Linked DNA regions of Anas platyrhynchos: region 2 is linked to region 1. Evidence: chromatin contacts called from public Hi-C data. All regions are on one chromosome and are shown on one strand. Each heading gives the region's core, a stretch centred on a gene start, on an enhancer-like site or on the middle of the called end of the contact. The rest is flanking DNA. Distances are from core to core; before and after follow the strand shown.

What was found. A called contact is a pair of places that touch in the nucleus more often than the background predicts.
Region 2: a contact with region 1 is called in a Hi-C map of F1 follicle, with 2.2 times the contacts expected there. The contact joins the promoter of UXS1 here to the enhancer-like site in region 1. A contact is called at or near these places in 4 of 8 Hi-C or Micro-C datasets (F1 follicle, liver and skeletal muscle).

The regions. Positions count from the first base shown.
Region 1 is chr1:142,880,430-142,885,091 of IASCAAS_PekinDuck_T2T, reverse strand. UXS1 (UDP-glucuronate decarboxylase 1) reads left to right here. Exons shown (of 15, transcript XM_027445224.3): 11 at 2,432-2,475; 12 at 3,679-3,739. Among named protein-coding and RNA genes, the nearest start is that of ECRG4, 17 kb to the right of the region's middle. Within about 2 kb of position 2,176, at least 3 of the 8 cell types and tissues checked have an H3K27ac peak or open chromatin away from gene starts, as enhancers often do. A contact at or near this core is called in F1 follicle, where this site is marked.
Region 2 is chr1:142,936,336-142,940,997 of IASCAAS_PekinDuck_T2T, reverse strand. It overlaps UXS1 (UDP-glucuronate decarboxylase 1), which reads left to right and starts at 2,201. Exons shown (of 15, transcript XM_027445224.3): 1 at 2,201-2,396. The coding sequence starts at 2,300.

The sequences.
Region 1 (4,662 bases), core at 927-3,426:
AAGCAAGTCCCTGAACCAGTCCTTTCTTGATGTGATCCTTCTGACGTTACAGTGCAGCAGGCAGTCCATCAGACTTCATATCAAACTGCCCACATCTATCACAGTAACTTAAACCAAAGCAAGTGCACAGTACAAAAATCCACATGGGATTATTTTCCCTCTCAAAACATCCAAAAAATTCCTGTAGAGAGTTTAATTTTCTTACCCACTCAGGCATCTCCAAAAAGCTTCAGGTTGAGGGTGGTTCTGTTTGTTGCAAGACAATAAGGAAATGGAAGCAGACAAGAAGATGGAGCTTTTGTGCTTTGAGACTTTTGATCGTTGAAGGACTTAGAATCATAGACTCATAAAATATCCCGAATTGGAAGGGACCCATAAGGATCATCGAGTCCAACTCCTGACTTGGTTGTATCAAAATATGTGTGTGTAACCATATACTTATTTGCCAGTACTGTATGCCGCCAGGATAACGTCCTAGGGCATAAAGTTTGAGCTACTGTAACTAGAACTGAGTGAAAACACTACCTGGAAGGGTTTTTGTTTTTTGTTTTTTTTTGTTTTTTTAGAAATTTACTCCATTACTAAATATGAAGTCCAGACAGAGACGGTGCTGTTCTTTGGGAGGCTTTTTTTTTTTTTCTGTTGTAACTGCAAAACTGTCTAGACTTTATCAAGAAGGTAACAGAGGATAAAATAGAGGACTTTGCCTAGGATCATTGTTCAATAGGGAGTAACTATCTGCCATTAAAAATGACTGTACATGAGAAGAGGAGAGTTGTTTAGCTAACCAGGTCAAGTAAAATGAATTATTATCAAGGAGCAGTAGTTGAGACCAAAAAATATGTATACCCTTGTATTATCACAGAATTTGGCTGACAGGAGTATCTAGTATTGACCTTTTCAGAAACCACATGTACTCAATCTCTTCGTTCAAAGCAGTTGTTCAAGTGGAGTAAATTGATCTCACAAAGTGAGAGTCTTTTTAACTTCGTCTTTTTAACTACCTGCCTTTAAGAAATTACAGCCTATGCAGACATGCCCATCATTGCATTTTCTTGTTGTGAAGGAAGGATTTATTATAAGAAACTAACGGGGGAAAACTGCATCGTATTTTCCAGCCATTTCCTGCATGTAGGAGAGGTAGCCACATTGGGTGACTTTGCACAAATCATGCACAAATGACTTAGTTGTATAAAACTTACCCCATGAGCCAAAACAAGGCAAACAGGAAGCTTTATATGTACACAAAATGTAATTCCTGTTTGCTTTGAGAGGCTACCAAGCTGTTGGTGTGTTCTCTTGCTATATTTCTCTCAATGGATTATTAAGTAAATGCTTAAACACCCAAGTCCTCAGGATCTTACCCAGTGCCTACCGAAATGTGAATTCTTTGGACTTTGAATCTGCCTCAGACAGTGGGCTTAACAAGCAACAAATGATGGCTTGTATACCAATTGAACTGTCTTTCCTGTCCCCTAAGAAAATAAACATGCTTTCAATTCTGTCCTTCCAAAAAGCTTTTCTGTTGTAGCAGTTTGGTGGTGAGATGTATGTGTCCTCACTTAAAATTAAGTGTTTTCGCCATTTATGTATGCCTGCACATAGCTTTCAGAATTTAAGTATGTTTGTTATTTATGTTTAGTACAGCACACAATTAAGCTGTAAACAAAAAAAAAAGTCTGATACTATTATGCGCATTTTAAGTATGCTTTAATGTCTGTTTTGAACTTAAACAACCTTCTTGCTCCAAAGTGTTAACACATAACCAGAGAACACACACACACACCATGATTTTGGGTGGAAAAAAAAATTGGTACAGATGATTTGGGAAGTCATATTCACTAGAAATTATTCCACCTCTCATTCCCCCAGATAGTAATATTTAGAGAGTTGCATGATATTTTTTTTGGTGGTGTCCTGATTCCTTGAAACACTTACTGCTATTTTTTTCTTTACTATTTTTTTTTTTTTAAGACCACGAATGTTTTAGTGGTCTCTTTGAAGTTGGCCGTTGTTAAAGAGCAAATAAATTGCTTGTCATAACCACATCTTAGTATTCTGAGGTTTGCTTTAAATATTTGGTGCTCTTTTCTGGTTGAGTGCATGCTACAGCCTCTTTCAGCGTTCCAGCAGAGGACAAAGCTTCACTCTGTCCTCAACTGCTAAGAATGTTTCCTACATGCAGAAGTCTGCATTAATGAGATGCAGAAGGTTATATTTATTGGAGACGCTTCCAAGAACAAAAAGACCTTCAAAGAATTGATGCTTTGCCAAAACTCTGCAAACACATCTTTTTCCATTTCTGAAACACAAAGCTTGTGTCTCAGGTGCTTTTCCTTTGGACTTCTTACTAGGATAGTCAGGAAAAGATAGTTGTGCTAGAGAGGACTTTTATACTTCTGTAACTTCTCTAATTTTCATCTGGCTTTAGGTCTATGGACCTGGAACTCAGACAAGGGCTTTCCAGTACGTCAGGTAAGCCTTGTTTATGCTGTCTGGTATTTATTTGCTTCACTTGATGATTCTTTGAGCTTGGCTGCATAGTTTGTACTTCATTTAAATCGACAAAAGAAATTATTTTCAGTTTTAGGCAAGCTTTACTTTTTAGAAGGGAGACACTGAAGTTTTTTAAACTATCAGGAAATAACACATCAGTTGGTTCAGAGCTTTGAGTTAAAATATTAATGTGTTCTTCCCATAGAGGGAGAGCAAGTACTTCGTAGGTAGGTTTTTGATGCTACTTTAAGTCTGAGCAGTTTGCAAGTCCTTGGGTTTTAATGCAATACTGCCACCTTGTGTTTTTCTGCATGCTATATGTGTGTTACATACGCTTTATTATTCCCTTCTGCGGGAAGGAACGGGCTAAGGAGATACTGCTGTAGATAACGTTTGTAGCATAAGCAAGGCCAGAATGTACTTGAACTAATGAAAAGTGAATCTAGGCCTTAGAGTCTTCTGTCTCGCTAGCTAAATTTCAGGGCCAGGCTTCTGGGTTGCTTTCATCATGCTGCACTTGGTGGAAATGTTGTTCTTTCCCTCTGCTGAAAGTAGTAACAGTGTTGATAGAAGCTATAGAAACCCGTATCAGTTCAAAGCGTCCACTCCTTTCATGATTATAAGCTGTAAGGAACAAGCTGATAAATAGCTGATAATCCAAAATAACTTTGGGTTATTTTTCTGGGGGAAGGTAACACCAAAATACTCTTTTGAATAAAATTGTCTTAAAATTTTATGGAAGTGCAAAGACAATTCAAAAAACAAACTGCAAAGCAGGTAGTGGTGCTGTCATGTGCTGCTATCTAACAACTCACTCTGTTTGAAATGGGCTTCTAATAAGTTTGGGTACTGAAGCAAAGAGAAGGTATTAATTGTTTCTGAGTAACGTAGTTTTTCTTGATTTTTCTTTCGTGTGCTCAGAGGAATTGTAGCCATTATATCCGAGACATAATCACCCTTTGAAAATAACCTGTAATTCAGTGTATCTTACAACAGGGGCTGTGGAATAAATAACTAAGGAAACATGCACCCCTTGAAATATATGCTGTAAATCTGATTTCAGCATTTCTCAGCTGACTGATCTGCTTTACTGGAGCTCTGTGGAGGCAGCTCTCTTTTTAGAAAAGAATATTATTTATAGAGAAGTGGAAATTGCCTCAATCTGTTCTTCCCTTTTTATAGTGATCTTGTGAATGGGTTGGTGGCCTTGATGAACAGCAATGTCAGCAGTCCTGTCAACTTGGTGAGTATGAGATCTCCACTCTTCTGTGTTTACTGTACAGGAGCCAACATCCTCTGTTTTCCTCCTTGTTACTGCTGCTGATTTCTAGAAGAAATAAACAAAGCAAAAAATCTCTTTCCATTATGAATAAACCCTGTGTTCACTTTATAAATACAAAGAATGAGCACCTAGGTGTTGAGATGTGATAGTTTCAAGAAGATGAGAAATTTGCTATATTGTCTTTTGGTTTAGCAAGAAAATTCACACAATTAGAATATGAAAGAAAAAAATAGAGCAGGATGCCAAATACAACCAAGAAAATAATTGAACTGTAAAGCACTGAAGCTCTTATCTCTGAACAAATGGAAATCACTTCATACTAGCCTTGATTGGAGGAAAATGGGATAGTATTTGATTGTGTAATTTTCTAATATTGTTAAGGTCGCTTAGTAATTAATTTTTTTTAAATAGGATGTTTGCTTTGTGCCATTGTTATCACCTTATCCTCAGCAGTGGATATAACAGTAGAAAAAGGATGCATATGCCAGATCACTTCTACATTTATCAATTTTTGCCAAATCAAGTACTCAACTCTACAGGACAGTTTTTCACTTGATTTTTTTTCTCTTTTTTTTCTTTTTATTTTTAATTGTGGCTTTTGGTTCATTTCTGTGTTTCTATCCAAATTTTTATATTCTTTCGCCCCATCACAAGTTTTGTCTCCAGAAAACTCAACGTTTAGATCTGTGTAGCTAAATGTTCAGCTGTTGATCAAACAATATGTAATAAAGGAGTGGTAAAGCAAGGAATGCTAGAAATGGAAGGAGTTGAGTCTGATGAAGATGAGCTAATGCCTGCAGGAAGCTTTCAGCGTTTTATTCTGAAATGTTGAGATGTTTCTTATGTGCAGGTTTGTTGAAAAAAATGTGAGAGTTAAGAAGGGC
Region 2 (4,662 bases), core at 952-3,451, 56 kb before region 1:
ATTTTAAGTTTTCACCAGTCGTTGACATCGATTTAACTGTTCCTTCACATTTTTAATTATTAAGAAAGACTTTTTTTTTCTTTCTTTTTAAAGACCATCTTCTTATAGACTGCGGTTTAGTGCAAAATCAAAATGCTCTCATAAAGCATTTTAAGAACTAAAGATGAAAGCTGCAGTGTAGGAGACAGGGTTTATTGCTTGCACACTAGCCAAGAGATGATTGCCATTAGCTGAGGTCATGCTGTCAGCCTGGCAAAGATAATGACTTAAGGCAGAAGGATGCCTGCTTCATGATGCACAGCACACTCATAAGAGTCAGCACCTAAAAGAGTATCGTCCCTCAGTTTTTCTCTTGGCACAGTTAGCAGCTGCTGTATACCAAGACCTCTGCTATCAGTGCCAGTTTTTGCCACAAGGTTGGGACTGTGACCAGCTGTATCCTGAAATAAGCATCTCTGCTGCTGTCTATTGTGTGGATGGATAACTTTATAGCTTTTATAATACACGTGCCTATAGTTATAGTTGAGGTAAGAGGGATTTAAACACACTCTCCTGCAGCCTATGTTAAGTTAGACATGCTCTGTCTCACTCTGGGAATGACAAGGACACAGCTGGCCCTGGTGCATTGCATGACAAAAAGCTTGTCCTTTAGAGAGCATGGTCAGGTTGCCTCCCATGGGGTTCAAGTCTCCTCCATCACAACCTTCCACGGAGCACATTCTGTTCCCTTACTCTCCTTTTCCCATCTTCACGGACTGCAGCCAGTCTCAACACGCTTCTGCAGCAGAATTAGCCTGAACGCTGCACATGGTGCCAAACAAGGTGCCTTACGCAGGCAGTCTGATAGAGTCATGGATTGTGCAGCTGAGCTTCAGGCAAGGCACTTAAAAACGTCTCGCCTATCCCTAAAGGTATGTGGAATAGGAGCTGTGCATGTGGATGCCATTATTCAAAATTCTGTCTGAAAACAAAGTGAGTCTGAGCTGCCGGGCTCACCTCATAAAATGGATGCAGTCATACTCCTGTAATATTCTCTAGCTTTCATGCAGCACTGTTCAGCTACAGCTTTTTGATGGCCAAATTTACTCCTGGTATAAAGCTGCGTTATTATCTGAGTGATTGCTCTGCGGATAAATTCAGCCCTAGATTGTGTTTTAGATGATTTTTATTTTTACACCCTTTTCTCCACATAGATATAAGCAGTGGAATAAGCATGCAAGTAAAGTATTTCAAATAGAAATCAGAGGAGACAAAAGCCAAGAGGAAAGGAGTGGCTTTATACTAACAGCAACCAGGGTTAGGAGTTAGGAAATTTTGATTCTTGAGGCTTCCTGTATAAAGTCACTGCCTCGCTGTGGTACAGGGTGATATTCTTTGTCACCTTGAACAGCATCTTACTGCGCTTATCCTTCAAAGTCTTACACATCTGCTCAACTTCTCACACTTTTTACCCTTCATAACAAGGAGGGGTTAAACTCTCGTTCAGTGGGTGGGTTTTTGCTTCACAGAGGTCATAGTTCCTTTGGTGCAAACAGCTGCATTTTTGCATGCAATGTAGAAACAGTAAATGATTGAAACTAATCACTGAATTCAAGAACACTCATTCTCGTAGTTTTCTCCTGTGGGTGATGAACGTGAGAAAGAATATCCTTCAGTAACTGCTTGAAGGTCATAGCACTGAGTGGGGAGGCTGTTTTTTGTCAGATTTTTTTTCAGATTAAGTGTATTTTATTGAGAGAACATATTTTGACATGTGAGAAAGGTGCCTGCCATTACAGACAAATATAGATCAGCACTTTGCAACAGGCTGCAAGGTGGAAGTTTAGGGGGACATGTAGGCTGTTTTAGGGTAGTTTAAATCTCATTATCCTGAACAAATGCGACTCAATATTAACTGTTTGTTCGGGGGAAGCAAATGCAGAGTGCTCTACACGTACCACAGATGAGAGATGTGTGGAGATAGGAAAAGAACACGACGAGGAGACATGAAGAAGCTTTCAGAATGCACTGCAGGGAACAGAGAGACACACAGCTGGGCCATGCTTGCGTACATCCAGGCCTGTCAGCGACCACCAGGTCACCCACAGGGCCGCGAAGCCACCCACACGGGGCCACCATGAGGCACGCGGGCGCTCCCCCCCTTCCTTCCCCTCAGCCCCGCGGCGCATGCGCCATGACAGCCGTTGGCCGCCAGAGCGGGGGAAGGGGAAGGCGGGCGGGGGGGGCGCCGCTGCGCCTGCGCGGGCGGTTCCCGGGCAGCGGAGCCGAGCCCGGCCGAGCAGGCTGCGCGCCGCCGGGCATGGTGAGCAAGGGGCCGCTGCTGCGCCTGCTGACCGCCATCAACCGCAGGAGGATGAAGCTGCTCACGGGGCTCGCCTTCGTCGCGTACGTCGCCTGTGAGTGAGCGGGAGGGCGAGCGGCCGGCCGTTGGGGGCGGCCGTTGGGGGCGGCCGTTACTGGGGGGAGCCGTTACTGAGGGGAGCGCGGCCGGGGGGGGGGGGGTTCGCCCTTTGTCCGCCGCGGGGCTGAGGGGAGGCGGCGGGGTCGTGCCTCGCGTCCTGTCCCCCCCGGGGGGCTTGGCCGGTGGCTGCCTGGCTGCGGAGGCCGAGGGGAGGCGCAGAAAGTGCTGGGGAAGGGGCTGGGGGCAGCGCTGACAGGGCTGCTGGCGGCGGGGGCTGCGAGGCGGGAGTCAGGCTTCGGGCTCTCTCGCCCTCCGCCCGGGTTCGTGGCGTTTGCGGCGTGTTTGGGGCTGGCCCGGGTGTTTTCAGGCGGTTGGGGTAGGCAGCGCTTTGTGGGGAGGGAGCTGGGGAGCTTTGGCAGCGTGGCTGGAGCCAAGCAGCCTGCCCGATGCTCTCAAACACGTGCAATGGAGCGGGGGTGGGTGCCTGCGAGGTGTTTTTAGGACCCTCTCTGCATGTTTGGGAGCACGGAGAGCTACAACTTACAGCATTTCCGAAAAAAAGGTGCTGTTTCTACCCCACAAACACAAGACGGGAATTCCCTTTGCTGCCATATGTTGCCGTTGTTTGCCAGACCTCGTTATTTACCTACGGCTGTAATTGTTGCAATTATACGCCAGACCTGACTGTTAGGACAGTTTGTCCGAGTGACTTCAGGTTCCCTGCATACTAAAGCCGGAACGGCTCAGTGTCTGTTCTTATTTTGAAAAGGTTTGATATCTTGCCAGAAATGAAACTTAATATGAAAACAAAGTCACTAGGCTGCTCTGTAAATACCGGGGATCAGTGGCAATTGGCATGGCCACTGGGACCTGGCTGTTGATTAGATCTGTGGACAGTAACAACGTTTGCTTTCTGGGGAAAAGCTAGCCTTAAGGAAGGGAAACACTGCCATTTGATTTTTGCTGTACGTCATAGAAGTCTTCTCAGTGCACATTTCTGGTGATTCTTAGGGGTTAAAAATCAGGAGAAGGACTGCAGATCAGTGTGGCAACGAGTAGCTTAAAAAGGGAGTAGATTGGTGTCTGGCTGGAATCTGCTTTTGCAAATCTACCGTGTAGTTGCTGTGCTTTTCCATCTTTTCACTAGCAGTGTAGTAAAATCATTAGTTACGGCTCTGGTGCCTTCAGCATAGTATGTTATGCTGGCAGAGATGCCACTGATCTAATAGATTGTAGAGAGACTATTTTCTGTTATCTTTCCTGTGGGAATGAGTGGGATCCCAACCCCCTATCCTGACAGTGTACTCCTGGCAATCTTACTGAATCATCACTGTTCTCTGCATGCTGTCAGATAACGCGAGGCTAAAATAGCATAGAATTTGAGAAAACTGAGCTCGTGGTGTAGGTGTATGTGCTGGCACTTATACATTCCTTCTTTTCTCAAGTGCTCTCCAAATGACTAAGTGTTTTCAGGCTGTGCACATCCTTCCAATGATTTTCCATTCAGTGTTAGCGCATGGGGAATCAGGTTTGGAGCACATTATGTTTCAGGGAATTAAATACTTGGAAGTACCTTAATTTTTTATGAACTAGGAGGTAGTTCTCTGATAGTGCCATTTGGTTAGTTTGTGTGTGAAAACCTGGGAGAGTGTTTGGAGAATGTATTTTGGAAGAGCGCCTTACTTCATATAAAGCTTCTGCTTTGAATGCAAATTTGTTAAAAATGTGCTTGAAGAACTTCTTCATGGGAGCTAGCAAATTATGGCAAGAGCTTATTACAAGTGGTTGAAAGGCTCTCAGCTCTTTCGCTGTCGAGAGTCGGGTGGCTCTCTTGGTAGGTTCACAGCTTGTGGTGTTGGATGCCTGGGCTGGCTTAGGTGTCCCTGCTCCGCATCTCTCACTTCCCTCCAGTCTCCTCCATGTACAAGGGCTTAAAACTCCTGTCCTGTGCATCAAGTAAAGGAACCAGTCTGGGTTATGTCACCTGGCAGTGTTGCCTTCCCTTTTATGTTATAACCAGCTCCCAGTGGACGTTCAGACAGATGTTTTGGCCCAGCTGTGAGGTGGTGCAGTGGGGAAATGGGGAGCTGGGAGCAGTGATAGACAGTGTTGCCATCACACACCTTGCAGGTTCTACAACTGGTGTCTTATCGAAGGAGTCTGGTTGAATTTGGTTAAAGTACTGCCTTGATGTGAGGTGCACAGTCAGGCCAATGTTACCTTGGGTTCTTACAGACCGCAGTGATTTCCCTAATGCCGCT